3 separate regions of the Sus scrofa genome follow, and regions 1 and 2 are each linked to region 3. A link is a contact called in public HiChIP or PLAC-seq data. All regions are on one chromosome and are shown on one strand. Each heading gives the region's core, a stretch centred on a gene start, on an enhancer-like site or on the middle of the called end of the contact. The rest is flanking DNA. Distances are from core to core; before and after follow the strand shown. Region 1 has its middle 29 kb from the start of SAR1B. Region 2 overlaps JADE2 (protein Jade-2). Region 3 overlaps CDKL3 (cyclin-dependent kinase-like 3).

Region 1 (4,663 bases), core at 434-2,933, 250 kb before region 3:
GATTCCCACAATTAGCTGACAGACAAGTGCCAAATATTTAAAGACTCTCAAGTTTAATTCCTCTCTTGGTTATAAACCAAGACTTTACAGTATATTTAACCAATTCCACTGAGAACAGATTGCTCCAATTCCATCAAGAATAATTTTAATATCAAAATTAGTGATTTCTCTAGCTTTTGTCCAAATCAGAGTTACTGTAGTCCTTTCTGTCATCATCAAATAAGGATTGAAAGATATGCCTGCAAGGAATGACCAGGTAGCTCGATCATGTCACCATGACATCTGGTTTCAGGAATTTGCTATTCTGTTTCATTTCCGCTTCCTTCTAAGTGATAATACAAATCTCCCACCCCACCTAGAAACATCAGCAGCACCGTGGGAAAAGGAGGAAGTGACAGCTCAGCCTCTTGTTCTCTTCTGCCACATCAACTCCAAGTACTCATATCTAGTGTCCCGACTAAACAGAATTTAGCCTTATGAAAAGTAACTGCCTCTTGTTGAGGGGATCTTTTTTCAGTGTTTATAAGGACATGCCTTTCTTCAAGTAGTCCCCTATCTATGATGATACTTGGGAAGTTAATTATGTGTTTCATAAACTGGTGTAAAGGGAAAAGCTTACTGGTTTCGCTAGAGGGGCTCTGCTTTCTGGTACAAACTAGCCTGCTCCAGAGCACTCGAGCCGGGTCTGTCACTGGGATCAAAGGAACAAAGTCCCTTTGTGGACCACGGCTGAGCTGTGGAGATTTCCCGCAAGATGGAAGAGTCTTAGGGCTTGAACTTCTGGAAACGAAGCTGCACTTTCCTGCCAGTTTGGGGAGCTGGGCCTGAGAGGAACGGCGCCATGGGGCTCACCCTCCAGCTCTGAGAGCTGCTCAGGGCACCTCCGCGGAGCCACTGCTTCCTGCGGGAGGAGCGAGTGACGAGAACACTAAGAAGCAGTAAAAGCACACCGGGAAAACAGATCCTTCCTCGGGTGCCTGTGCAAGGGGGTGCATTTGTGGAGTATTTGGGGGACAAGGGGAAGTGTTGGGGACAGAGGTTAGTTTTGTGCCTCCCACAGTCAGGTGTGAAAATGTAATTCACACGGTTGTGTACAAGACCGGATTCCATGCTGGAGTTCCCGCTGTGGTGCAGTGGGTTCAGGGTCCGGTGTTGACGCAGTTGTGTTGTAGGTCACAGCTGTGGCTCAGGTTGGCTCCCTGGCCTGGGAACTTCCATATGCCACAGGTGCAGACCAAAAAGGAGAGAGAGGAAGAAAAAAGACTGAATTCCATGTAAATCAGGAAATGTTCGAGATACATTTGAAACTCTTAAATCCAACACTCTAAAAACAGAAGGCCTCAGCTGGCTTTTCTAGTATTAAAGTGATTCTTAACCCCACACCTGTTTCAAGGACTGCTGCTGAGGATATACTTTTGAGTAACTGGTTAAACGGATGGATGCCAGTTTATCGTGGTGAGTTTTTAGAATGTTTAAAAATTGGGGCACAGATATTTCCCAAAACATGAAAAAAATAGTTTTCACCACTGGCTTACTTGACCCAGGATCTCTGAGTGCCAAAGCAGGATGGATTCAGCTACTGCCACAGAGACCTAAACGTCCGTCTCACGGGCCTTTGTACATCCACAGCTTACAGGGGTTTCCAGCCTATCTGCAGCTCGCTGTTCTTCCCCTTTTTCCAGCCTATCTGCAGCTCGCTGTTCTTCCCCTTTGTTTTCAACTGGCTCATACCGTGCTTTTCGGCACAGACACTACTTGTAAATCCTTAAAATAAGGTAACAGCTGTAATAATAGTGCTTCTTGCCTTCCGCGCAATGACTTGATTAACCACATTCAAAACCCAGAGTTTTCGCAAGTTCTGTCGTTAGGACCAGCACACGTCTAGCTGACACGATGTAAGGGTTTCAGGAGACAGGTTGTACATTTCTTGAAACTGTATTTGGCCTGCGACTCAATGTGGCATTTCAGTCTTAGTCACTCACATGACTGAAGTCTGTAAGGCCTCTAGTGCCAAGTAAATTTTGACCAGAGTACATGGAAGTCTCTCAAAACATCTTAGGTTGCTGATTTTATTTAGAGTATATTGTTTGGATCATTTTCAACATATATAAAAGTTGGTGACACTTCAAAAAAATCTCCAAGAAAGCATGAAAAACTAGAAATTAGCAAATATAAATTTCTTTTTTTTTTTTTTTTGAGAAGAAAAACATAAGGAAAATCCAAATGGGTATAAAGGTTTCAAACAAAATAGAATTGGATATTTTTTAAAATATAGAATTAACTCTACCTTTTTGGCAAATATAAATTTCTTGATGCAAAATTAGTAGGGAATTAAAGGTTTTCTGTAAACCATTATTTTATTTATTTATGTATGTTTTGGCTCTAACTATCTAAGAGTTGGGAAAACAGCACACCTTCAATTAAGGACTAAATGCTCCAAGCTACATATTGATGTTTCCGGTCATTTCCATCTCTGTCCTTTTGAAATGTTAATTAGTGCTTTTTAACCAAAAGAACCAAGAGGGAAAGAAAGGACGGAGCTCTGGGACCTTAGTGAGTGGGATTTTGCTAAAACCCTGTTTCTAACTCCTGACCCTCCCACCATCCCCCCCACTCACCCTGGGCCACACCGGGATAAAAAGAGCCCTGAGTATAAAGGGAATCCACAGTCTACTGAGGATGCAGTTCTGCATCAACTAATTTCTGCCCTCATCATTTAGACTATTAAGTAACTAATATATTTAATACCACTGATGGCTTGTTCTGGGCTTGGACCACACTTTGAAAGAGAAGCCAAAGTAATCACAGTAAAACAAGTGAGTTCATCCAAAGCCACCTTTGTTTCAGGAGTGTCACCACCCCAAAGAGTTTTTAGGGCAGAAATGAGGAAGGCATCTGAGTGATTTCACCGCAGGCTTACTGTCCTTGGAAGGGCTGCACTGCCCTGGACGACTTCTTCTTTGAAGGAAGGGGGGGATTAGGTTTCATTTCAATTTTAAGTAGTCGGGGGTAAAGGGATGCGGCAGGTCTACACCTTCTGACGTACAGGTTGTCCTTGAAACTGTTTTCGTGGTCCAGGATAAAGACTGACCTCAGAACGTCCAGCTTCCTGTGGGCTCCGGACGCCCTGATGCTCTTCCTCACCCGCCTCCTGACCGGCTGCCCTGCCGAGGCAAGAGCGCTCCGGGGGGATGAGTGTGGTCAGGCTGCTTTCACGGTGACCCAGTGTGTCCAGGGTGAGGCCTTCAGTATTGGGCTGAATGCAGAGTATATTCAAGCGGTAAGTTGGTGACAAGTTCTTCATCACTAACCTTGTTTGCACTTTTGTACACCACTGCTTGCACTAGCACCTTCGTGTGACTTGTAACAATTGTTTTACGGCGTATACAGATTGTTCTGCGTTAATTTATATGAAGATGTTTCTGTTTACCTCTCTGTATTATACAAAGAACAGCTATAATAGATGGTTAAATGTTCTTGAATTGTGTCTGTATGTTACTTTCTGTTCTATTATCTTTTCACCGCCTATGAATTTGAGTGTCTGGAATAGAAAAATAAAAAGCTTATCTGGTCTTTAAAACACTCTGATGTCAGGTTCCTTTTTTATCATCCCATTGTAATGTTCATTGCGCTTATGAGAGATTTCTTGGACTTTGAAATTACTAAGATGATCGAGCTTGCCCTTTGTGCAAGGATTCCGAGGAAACTCTGCTGAACTATGCAGGCCTAATTTGCCTTGTAAGACTGAAAACAACTTACGGGCAAAGGGCAGCAGGACTTACATAACACTGACTCAGTTGAAATGGGAAAAATAAGGCAGCTGGTCGGTTTTATCCACGTCAAGTTTCTCCAGCTTTAGTATGCATCAGAGTCTCCAGGATTTGGGGTGGGGCACTTACCAAAAAAACACAAAAGAAAAAGAAAAAAAATCCCACCAAAGACTGTGATTCAGTAAATCTGGGGTTGGGGTAGAGGAGAGGAATCTGAATCTTCCTCAGTCTGCTCAGGTTTTTCTGAAACAAGAGTGTGTGGCTTTTCTTTTTTTTTTTTTTTTTTGTCTTACTAGGGCTGCACCTGCGGCATATGGAGGTTCCCAGGCTAGGGGTCGAATCAAAGCTACAGTTGCCAGCCTACACCACAGCTGAAGCCACGCCAGATCTGAGCTGCATCTGCAACCTACACCACAGCTCACAGCAATGCTGGATCCTTAACCCACTGAGCGAGGCCAGGGATCAAACCTGAAACTTCATGGCTCCTAGTCGGGTTCGTTAACCACTGAGCCATGACGGGAACTCTGGGAGTTTTCATTAAGAAGAGTAACAGAACAACCACACTAAATACTAACAACACTACATGATCATTGGCCAATCGGTGAAGAAAAAATTATATTGGGAAGGACGATCAAGCTGCTTTTGAGACAAATCCAAACATAAGACCTTTCTGGAGTTCCCGTCATGGCTCAGTGGTAAACGAATCCGACTAGGAACCATGAGGTTGCGGCTTCGATCCCTGGCCTTGCTCAGTGGGTTAAGGATCCGGTGTTGCCGTGAGTTGTGGTGTAGGTCACAGACGCGGCTTGGATCCCACGTGGCTCTGGCGTAGGCCTGTGGCTACAGCTCTGATTGGACCCCTAGCCTGGGAACCTCCATATGCTGCAGGAGTG
Region 2 (4,314 bases), core at 965-3,464, 210 kb before region 3:
AGGTCTGAGGCCAGCTCCACTACTTAATGTGCGACTCTAGGTAAGCCACTGAAATGTCCTCTGACCCCGTGAGCGCATCCAAAAAAATGAGCTAGTGGCAACAGCACCTACCTTGTATGGGGTCACGAGGACTCAGAGGAGGGGTAACGCGGAACTCCCAAGGCCATGCCTGGCCGGTAGTAAGCTCTCTCTACATGTGAGGGTGTACTTTAAAACCTCTGGATATGGCTCTGCTCCTTCTGAGATGGAACGTGAGGGCTTCTCGCCGTGGGAGGGACAGCGTCCTCTCCTGGCTCAGCTGCGTGCTGCCCCTCAGCTCCCCATGCCAGTTCAGAATGCTAGCTCTTCCCACCCCCTACCAGTTGCCATGGTTATTGCTGTGGCGCCGGGCCTCCGTCTGGCCAGCCCTGCCAGGGCTGGGAGGCCCCTCACTTGCCCGAGAGGCCTCCTGGGGTCGGAGGCAGCGCTGCCAGGGGCTGTGACTCAGCGCAGATGGGCAGGGGAGGGCAGGGCTCTGGATGCAGAAACGGTACAGCTGTGGGGAAGGCTCCTGGGCTCCCGGAAGTGCCCCGGGTGTCACCGAGGGGGGCAGGAAGGATGAGGGAGACAGGGAGGCAGAATGGCCCCCAGGTCAGGAGAGAGGCCCAGAGGAGGGGGAGGGAGGCAAGGAGAAAGGGCGAGGGCTTGGCACCACCTTTTCCCACACAAGATGCCCAGATGGAGGGGTCTTGACACTGACAGTGATGTGACGCCCCCACCCCGCCCGCATCATTCCAGGTGGAAGCAGTACCAGCACTCTGAGTTCTGCCTTTCCCATGAGGCTCGTATTTGTCTCGTTTTTCTTTTTTTTGGCCACACCTGCAACATGCAGAAGTTCCCAAGCCCAAGGGACTGAACCTTGCAGAACAGCAGCAACCCGAGCCACAGCAGTGACATGCTGGATCCTTAACTGCTAGGTCATCAGGGAACTCCACGAGGCTCTTATCTGAATTAAGGCATTTTTTTTTGTTTTGTTTTGTCTTTTTAGGGCCGCACCAGGGGAACATGACGTTCCCAGGCGAGGGGTCGAATCGGAGCTACAGCTGCCAGCCTACGCCACAGCTGCAGCAACCCCAGTTCTGAACAGCGTCTGTGACCTATACCACAGCTCATGGCAACGCTGGATCCCCAACCCAGTGAGTGAGGCCAGGGATCAAACCCACGTTCTCATGGATTCTAGTCAGATTCATTTCCGCTGCACCACAACGGGAACTCCTTGAATGAATGCATTCTTTCAAATGTAATTTTGCCACCACCCTGCTTTTCTGTGCCCCCAGCTTAGCTGGGGTTTTAGACAACCTTGTCTGAACGGCCACCATTTATTGGCATAACTACCACACTTGTGTGCTCAGTCAGCTGCCACCTGACCAGACCTCTTGGGACCAAGAGAGCATTCCTTTCTCTGGGAAGCTGGGGTTACAGGGCTCACAACAGAAAAGGCATTTCCTGTGCTTCCTGGGGCTCTCCTCCTCCTCTGTTTAGCCTCTTCTGGCTCTGACTATGCAGGAAACGTTCCTACCAAGGGTGGCCTGGGAGGCCAAGGCCTTGTCTCAGCTGCAGCTGGTAGGAATGAGGTCAGCTGGGGGGAGGGGGGCTCTGGAGGAGAAGGGGGGCTTTGGAAGAGGAGGAGGGGGGCTCTGGAGGAGGAGGTGGACTCTGGAGGAGCAGGTGGGCTCTGGAGGAGCAGGGGGTGCTCTGGAGGAGGAGGAGGGGAGCTCTGGAAAATGGGGATGGGGGCTCTGGAGGAGGAAGAAGGGGCTCTGGAGGAGGAGGTGGACTCTGGAGGAGGGGAGGGCTCGCTACTGCAGAGAACCACACAGACGCCACAGGCGGTTTTGCCCTGGGCAGTCTTCTGGCCGCAGTCAGGGAGCTCTGGAGGTAGCCCCTCAGTTCCCGATCTGCAGGTGAGAGGTTATCATTCTCCAGGGAAGTTTCAGACCATGAGGTGGGCAGATCTGCTCGAGGGCTGGGGCAGGGGTGCGGTGGGGACGGGGGACGGACGCACTGGGCACGAGAGGGGGATGGGGGGGCAGCTGGGGGAGGGCAGTCAGAGTCAGCATGCCAAGGTGATCAGCGCACAAGACTCTCTTCAGGCCACCGAGGGGCACCCCAGGGCCTGTTCCTGTGGCCTGTGACTTCCTGGCCCAGCCCACAAGGCCCTGGCGGTCATGCAGGGAATTCCCCAGAATTTCCCAACTTCCTCATCTGTTAAATGGGGACAGTAAGATGCCCTTCCGAGGCCTGATATGGTAATTAAATGTGAAGATGAGTCTGGCAGGCTCAGCACAGCCAGTTCTCAGGAACAGAGTTCCTATAACAGCTCTAACCATGGTGGCTGCCGTGCTGGCTTCCAGATGAGGGCTGTGCAGTGGCAGGTGTCCTGGGCGATGTGGGGACCAGGCTGGAGGGAGACAGGGGAAGAAGGGGCCCTGAGATCTCCACCAGAGCATCCCTCCCTGCCCTCCCCCTCAGCCTATCCCCTCCAAAGACCATGGACAGGCCAGGAGTGCCTGGCTCTTCTCAGCCTACAGCAGCCATGTGCACATGGCTGGAGCCAGAGCTGTCAGAACAGATGCAACACTGGCTGCCACTGGTGTTGAGGCATCTGCAGTTGATCACCCAGGCCGGCCAATGTCTCTGGGATCTCCCAGCCTTCAAGGAGAGAAGGGCCTGATCCGCACGCATGTCTCTCTGCCCAGCTAGTGACCCGCCCCTCTGCCTCGTTGTCCTGGGCCCTGGGCATGAGAATTCTCATTTATCCCTCAGCACCACAGCCTTGGACTGTGTACTGTTATCAGCCCCGTTTTGCAGAGGAGGGAACGGGCTCAGAGAGGCCGGTAACAGCCCCTCAGTTTACAGAGGTGAGAGTGAGAAACCCGCCAAGAGTCTGACCCCCCCCTTTTTGGTCCTGGGCAGGAGAGGCAGAGAATAAATTCTTCTTCCAAATCTTGCACATACTCTCACCCAGGGAGGTGCTTCCCTGATTCTAGAAGGGTGGAAGACAAGAGCTGGTGGGCACTCTGCCCCCAGGCACCAGGAGGACGAGCACTGCCCAATACCCAGTCCTCACCGAGCGCCGAGTAGGGCTTAGCGTCTGCTTCGCCTCTGTACTCCCATGCCCAGCACAGGCCTGGCACCAGGCAGGCACTGGGCGTCTGTGAGCCAGTCATCAGTGTGGCTGCCAGGAAGCAAAGTGCCAATGTCAAGGGAGGTGACGGCCGAGATCTTCGCCCAAGGCCTGGTCAAAATGGGCCTAAGCGAGAGCCATGGGGCTGCCAAGGCTGGGAATAAACTGCCAGTAACACGAGCTGCCCGGCCCAGGCGGGCCAGTGGGCAGGGGAGGCTGGGACAGCAGGCCCCTCTGTCCCGAGACATGACCTGGAGCATCTCCCAGGGTGCGGAAAGAAGCACTTGGCTAAGCTCTGCCAACGGAGGCAAGGCCCGTGGCCAGGAGGCCACCTCCCGACAGGAGCACCAGGGGTGTCTCTGACCTACAAGACCGGAAGGCTACAAAGCCCGGAGAGGACTCACTGGTGCCCCAGCCCTGACCCAGCCTGGCAGGGGGCCTCCTCAGAGGCTGGTCTTAGCAACCGCTTCCTGAGCATCTGATGTGTGTGCCAGGCACTTGACTTCCTCCTGCTAAGAACTCCTTAAAAGGTTTAACAAGTCCAGAGCATGGCTTATCTCCGTCTTAAGGACTAGTTAAAAGCCTGGAGACTTCCCTGATACGATCCTCCGGTGGGACCTAGTTTGGATCGACAGCAAGCTAAGTCCACGTCCATTTTCACTGAGCGCTGGCGTGTGCCAGGTCCTACGCCCAGGGCCTTCCCTGCGTCGTCTCCCTATGTCATCTTGACCACTGCATGGCGCCAGGTTTCTGTTATCACTCCCATTTCACAGACAAGGAAACTGAGGCCCAGGGAGACTACATTTCTAGCCCAACGTCCCATTGAATGTGAGCAGCCCTTTGAATCCAGGCTGTCTGGCTCCAGAGCTGAGCGTGAGCCCAAGCCCTTAGCCTCCGAGGTACACCACCAGCTTTTTAGGACCAAAGAAACAAAAACAAAAGCCTGAGGATATCCTAGAAAGTAAAGGCAATCTCAGGACTGGTAGGGTCCTTGACTGGCCCTAGCCTCCCCCTTCCTCCCCTGCCTGCGGTCCCCCGGCCTGGACCGCCCAGCTCACCTGACCACAGGCTCCGGAATGGCCTCTGCCCCAGCGGGCACCTGCACGCCTTTCTCCCATTCCTGTCGCCACGGGTCTGCCAGGATGTAG
Region 3 (4,203 bases), core at 18-2,517:
GACTGGTGTGGGTTATAAGCTGTGAAGCTTAGTGGTCTCTCGAGGTGGCAAGGGGACATGTCTGTCTCAGTCCAAAGGTGCAACAGGCTATAGACAGCAAGTGGACAGTCTTTCTGGACTGAACCAAACCATGATCACAGTAACCACAGTTATAAACTAGCCTTGGTCAGAGAGCTCAGAAATTCATGAACCGTAGTGAAGAAATCCAGGTTCAGAACAGACAGAAGGGACCAAGCAGGCCAGCTGGAGTAACCCTCCAACATGGTTGTCACCGCAGATGTTAGCCATGAATGAGTGTGCTCTGCTCTGTTTTCACCTCTTTAACTTAGAGCCATTAGTGCTGAAAGACTGACCATTGCATTTCGGCGCTCATTGCTCCAACAGTAGACTATTGTGGAATAACTTACCATTATTGAAGCTAAAGCAGAAGCACTTCCGGGGAGTTCTAATAACTTCTTATTTGTTTTTGAATAATAGGTTAAGTGAAAGAGCAAAAAAGAGGCGTACTTCTTCACAATTTGTTGGACAAGTTATGTCTAATAGCAAGCATGAGAATACAGGTCCCTCTCAAGTAAGGCAAGAAGCTTATCATTAAAATATACTCTCAACATTATCCCCGACCCCACCCTCACTTCTTGTCCTTTTCTCTATCTATGGGGCTCTAACTTTTTAAAAATCTTTTGTTTCCTAACATTTTAAAATTTTTTCCTTTTTTTTTTTTTTTTTTTTTTTTTTTTTTTTGTCTTTTTGCCATTTCTTGGGCCGCTCTCGAGGCATATGGAGGTTCCCAGGCTAGGGGTCCAATCGGAACTGTAGCTGCCAGCCTACGCCAGAGCCACAACAATGCAGGATCCGAGCCGCGTCTGCAACCCACACCACAGCTCACGGCAACGCCGGATCGTCAACCCACTAAGCAAGGGCAGGGACCGAAGCCCCAACCTCATGGTTCCTAGTCGGATTCGTTAACCACTGCGCCACGACGGGAACTCCTAAAAAATTTTGCTATTAGTTTATTTTCCCTCTGAGGTAAAAAAAATACGTCAGCATTTCCTTAGTGATTTTTTTAAAGTATCTATTCCTTAGTGATTTCATAATTTTAATTAGTTTCTTATAACTTGCTTTGAATCTTTAATGTGTGATTTTGGGGGAAAAAGTTAAGGTTTTACCTTTAAAAGTCACAGGACTTTTGGAGTTCTCTTGTGGTACAGCAGGTTAAGGATCCAACATAGTCACTGCAGCAGCTTGGGTCACTGCTGTGACGCAGCTCCGGGATCTTCCACATGCTGTGGGTGTGGCCAAAAAAAAAAAAAAAGAGTCACAAGACTTTCTGGTTTTTTACTTCCCAAAAATGATTTTAATATCTTTATACATTAAAGAAATTGCCACTGAATCTTTGTTATACAGCAGAAATTATTACATTGTGAATCTATGCTTTCAATAACTTACCCCCCCCAAAAAAAAAGCAGTTGCCAAATAGATACCTCTTACTTCTCACTAGATAAAATAATCAATGTAGTGACTTCTCTGCCAGGATCCAGCATTGTCACTGCTATGGCTTGGGCTGCAGCCGTGATATGAGCATGATCCCTGGCCCAGGCACTTCCATATGCTGCAGGTGTGGCCAAAAAAAAAAGGAAAAAATAATCGATGTAGTCCATTTCCTTTTTTTTCACATAGGAAAATAGGTTAATTAAAAATCGAAACAGTGTTGGAGTTCCCATCGTGGCACAGCGGAAACGAATCCAACCAGGAACCATGAGGTTGTGGGTTCGATCCCTGGCCTCGCTCAGTGGGTTAAGGATCCAGCATTGCTATGGGCTGTGGTGTAGGTTGAAGATGCGGCTCAGATGCCGCATTGCTGTGGCTGTGGCTGTGGCGTAGGCCGGCAGCTATAGCTCTGATGAGACTCCCTAGCCTGGGAACCTCCACGTGCCGCTAGTGCAGCCCTAAAAAGAAAAAAAAAAAAAAAAATGAAAGTGTTATTTGCAATAATAAAGTCTTGAAAACAACACAAATCCATCCAAGAGCAAGTGACGGGTTATCTCCGTTAAGAATATATCCACACAGTGGGTACTACACATTGGGTTGTGAAAGTGTTCATTAACCTAGGAAAGTTTCTGTCACCTCTGGTTAAATGAGCAAAAACAGGTAACACAAAAGTTTTTCCAGAATGCTGGGCTCACAAGTAATTTTTCCCTTTGGGTTTTCCTAGTGTCCAGAGCACGTCGTTTTTGTTTTTTGTTTTTTTCTTTTTTTGACTGCACCTGCGGCATATGGAAATTCCCCGGGCCAGGGGTCAAATGGCAGCTGCAGCTCCAGGCCTACACCATAGCCACAGCAGCACCACATCTGAGCCACATCTGAGACCTACACTGTGGCTTGTGGCAATGCCTTAACTCACTGAGTGAGGCCAGAGATCGACCCCTCATCCTCTTGTCAGCTATGTCAGGTTCTTAACCTGCTGAGCCCCATTGGGAACTCCTCAGAGCATATCATTTTGTAGATAGAAACATAAGTTATTCATAAAATGAACTGAAGCCATTTGTCCAAAGTCAGAATGAATAGGATCAAAAATTAAAAAGCTGAAGGGCATTCCCTGATGGTTTAGTGATTAGAATTTAGCACTTTCACCACTGCAGCCTGGGTTCAATCCCTGGTCTGTTAACTGAGATCCCACATGAAGTGACTGCATGCCATGGCGAAAAATAAATAAATACATAAAAGTTGAGATTGTGGTTCTCATGATCAAGACTATTCTGGAAGAGGGGTGGTTTCCTGTTATGGCTCAGTGGGTTAAGAACCTGATGTCTCTTCGAGGATGCAGTTTCAATCCCTGACCTCGTTCAGTGAATTAAGGATCCAGCATTGCCACAGGCTCAGGGGTAGGTTGCAGATTTGGCTTGGATCCAATGTTGCCGTGGCTGTGGCATAGGCCACAGCTGCAGCTCTCATTTGGCCCCTAGCCCTAGCTCAGGAACTTCCATATGCTATAGGTGCAGTAAAGAAAAAAAAGGACTCTTCTCAGAATATCCAATATGCTAAAAAAAGTTTACAAAATTTTTATTGCCATTTGATCTATTTATATATTTGATGGTATTCTCTTATAAATTTTTTTTTTTTTGTCTTTGTGCCTTTTCTAGGGCCGATTCCTGCGGCATATGGAGGTTCCCAGGCTAGGGGTTGAATCGGAGCTGTAGCCACCAGCCTACGCCAGAGCCACAGCAACACTGGATCCGAGCCACATCTACAACCTACACCACAGCTCATGGCAATGCTGGGTCCTTCACCCACTGAGCGAGGCCAGGGATTGAACCCGAAACCCCATGGTTCCTAGTAGGATTTGTTAACCACTGCACCACGACGAGAACTCTACTCTTATACTTCTTAATTATTAAAATAATCCTGCAAAGATTGTCATTTTTATGCCTATTTTATACCATCCAAATGGCTAGCAATTCTAGACTTGTCATTCAATAAGTAGTTACACATCTTTCTTCAAATTAACTCTTGTTTATTTGGTTTTTTTTTAGAGCCAAATGGAGAAGAGTGCATTTAATGATCGAACAGGTCCAAGTGACCAAATGGCAAATGGAAACAAAAGGAAGCTGAATTTTTCCAGATTTGAAAGGAAAGAATTCCATTTTCCAGAATTGCCTTTCATAATACCGTCAAAGGAGATGAAAGGAATGGAAGGTACACATTTATTGCATAGCTTTACAAATCTCCAGACATAATCTTTTACAAGACCTTTTTTGGTAATGTAATTTACATGTTATAGTGTGATTTTGGGGAGCAAAAAGGAGTATATTGCTATGCAAAGTATTTTCAGCTGATGACAGTTTTGTTTTTTTTTTCCTGTAGCAACTAAGGGGTAAGGCCTAAAGGAGATAATTTTAAAGAGAGGTTAAGAAAACTTTAAAAGGGAAAAATTTTATTAACGTAATTTTGTTGAAATGTTAGAGCAGTATTTGAGGAAGATATTTTCTGTCTAGTAAATGACGTAGAGTAAAATCAGTTTCCTGTTTCTGTGATAATTAGCCCATAAAATAGCAGGAGTAATATTTGTGCTTCAGACATCCAAGGATTTAGTAGAGAAAGATTTATAACGTATGGTGAGCTCATAAATGAAACCCATTTTTTTTTTTTTTTTTTTTTTTTTGCGGAGTAAATGTTACTATGTTTCTTTGAAGAACAGTGACACCT

Evidence for each region. HiChIP or PLAC-seq counts read pairs in DNA pulled down with a chosen protein or histone mark.
Region 1: an H3K27ac HiChIP or PLAC-seq map of alveolar macrophages shows a contact between it and region 3. The contact joins two enhancer-like sites. A contact is called at or near these places in 2 of 5 promoter capture datasets (fetal skeletal muscle and liver), 12 of 47 Hi-C or Micro-C datasets (alveolar macrophages, embryonic fibroblasts, fetal skeletal muscle and 8 more) and 2 of 2 datasets of contacts at active chromatin or transcription factors (alveolar macrophages and skeletal muscle).
Region 2: an H3K27ac HiChIP or PLAC-seq map of alveolar macrophages shows a contact between it and region 3. The contact joins two enhancer-like sites. A contact is called at or near these places in 4 of 47 Hi-C or Micro-C datasets (liver, omental adipose tissue, retroperitoneal adipose tissue and 1 more) and 2 of 2 datasets of contacts at active chromatin or transcription factors (alveolar macrophages and skeletal muscle).

What each region holds. Positions count from the first base shown.
Region 1 is chr2:136,842,866-136,847,528 of Sscrofa11.1, reverse strand. It overlaps a transcript of SEC24A not described here. Among named protein-coding and RNA genes, the nearest start is that of SAR1B, 29 kb to the left of the region's middle. Within about 2 kb of position 1,683, at least 10 of the 83 cell types and tissues checked have an H3K27ac peak or open chromatin away from gene starts, as enhancers often do. A contact at or near this core is called in alveolar macrophages, where this site is marked.
Region 2 is chr2:136,803,936-136,808,249 of Sscrofa11.1, reverse strand. It overlaps JADE2 (protein Jade-2), which reads right to left. Exons shown (of 19, transcript XM_021084773.1): 11 at 4,225-4,314. Among named protein-coding and RNA genes, the nearest start is that of SAR1B, 68 kb to the left of the region's middle. Within about 2 kb of position 2,214, at least 16 of the 83 cell types and tissues checked have an H3K27ac peak or open chromatin away from gene starts, as enhancers often do. A contact at or near this core is called in alveolar macrophages, where this site is marked.
Region 3 is chr2:136,591,440-136,595,642 of Sscrofa11.1, reverse strand. CDKL3 (cyclin-dependent kinase-like 3) reads left to right here. Exons shown (of 13, transcript XM_021084762.1): 10 at 478-571; 11 at 3,531-3,693. Among named protein-coding and RNA genes, the nearest start is that of CDKL3, 55 kb to the left of the region's middle. Within about 2 kb of position 1,267, at least 3 of the 83 cell types and tissues checked have an H3K27ac peak or open chromatin away from gene starts, as enhancers often do. A contact at or near this core is called in alveolar macrophages, where this site is marked.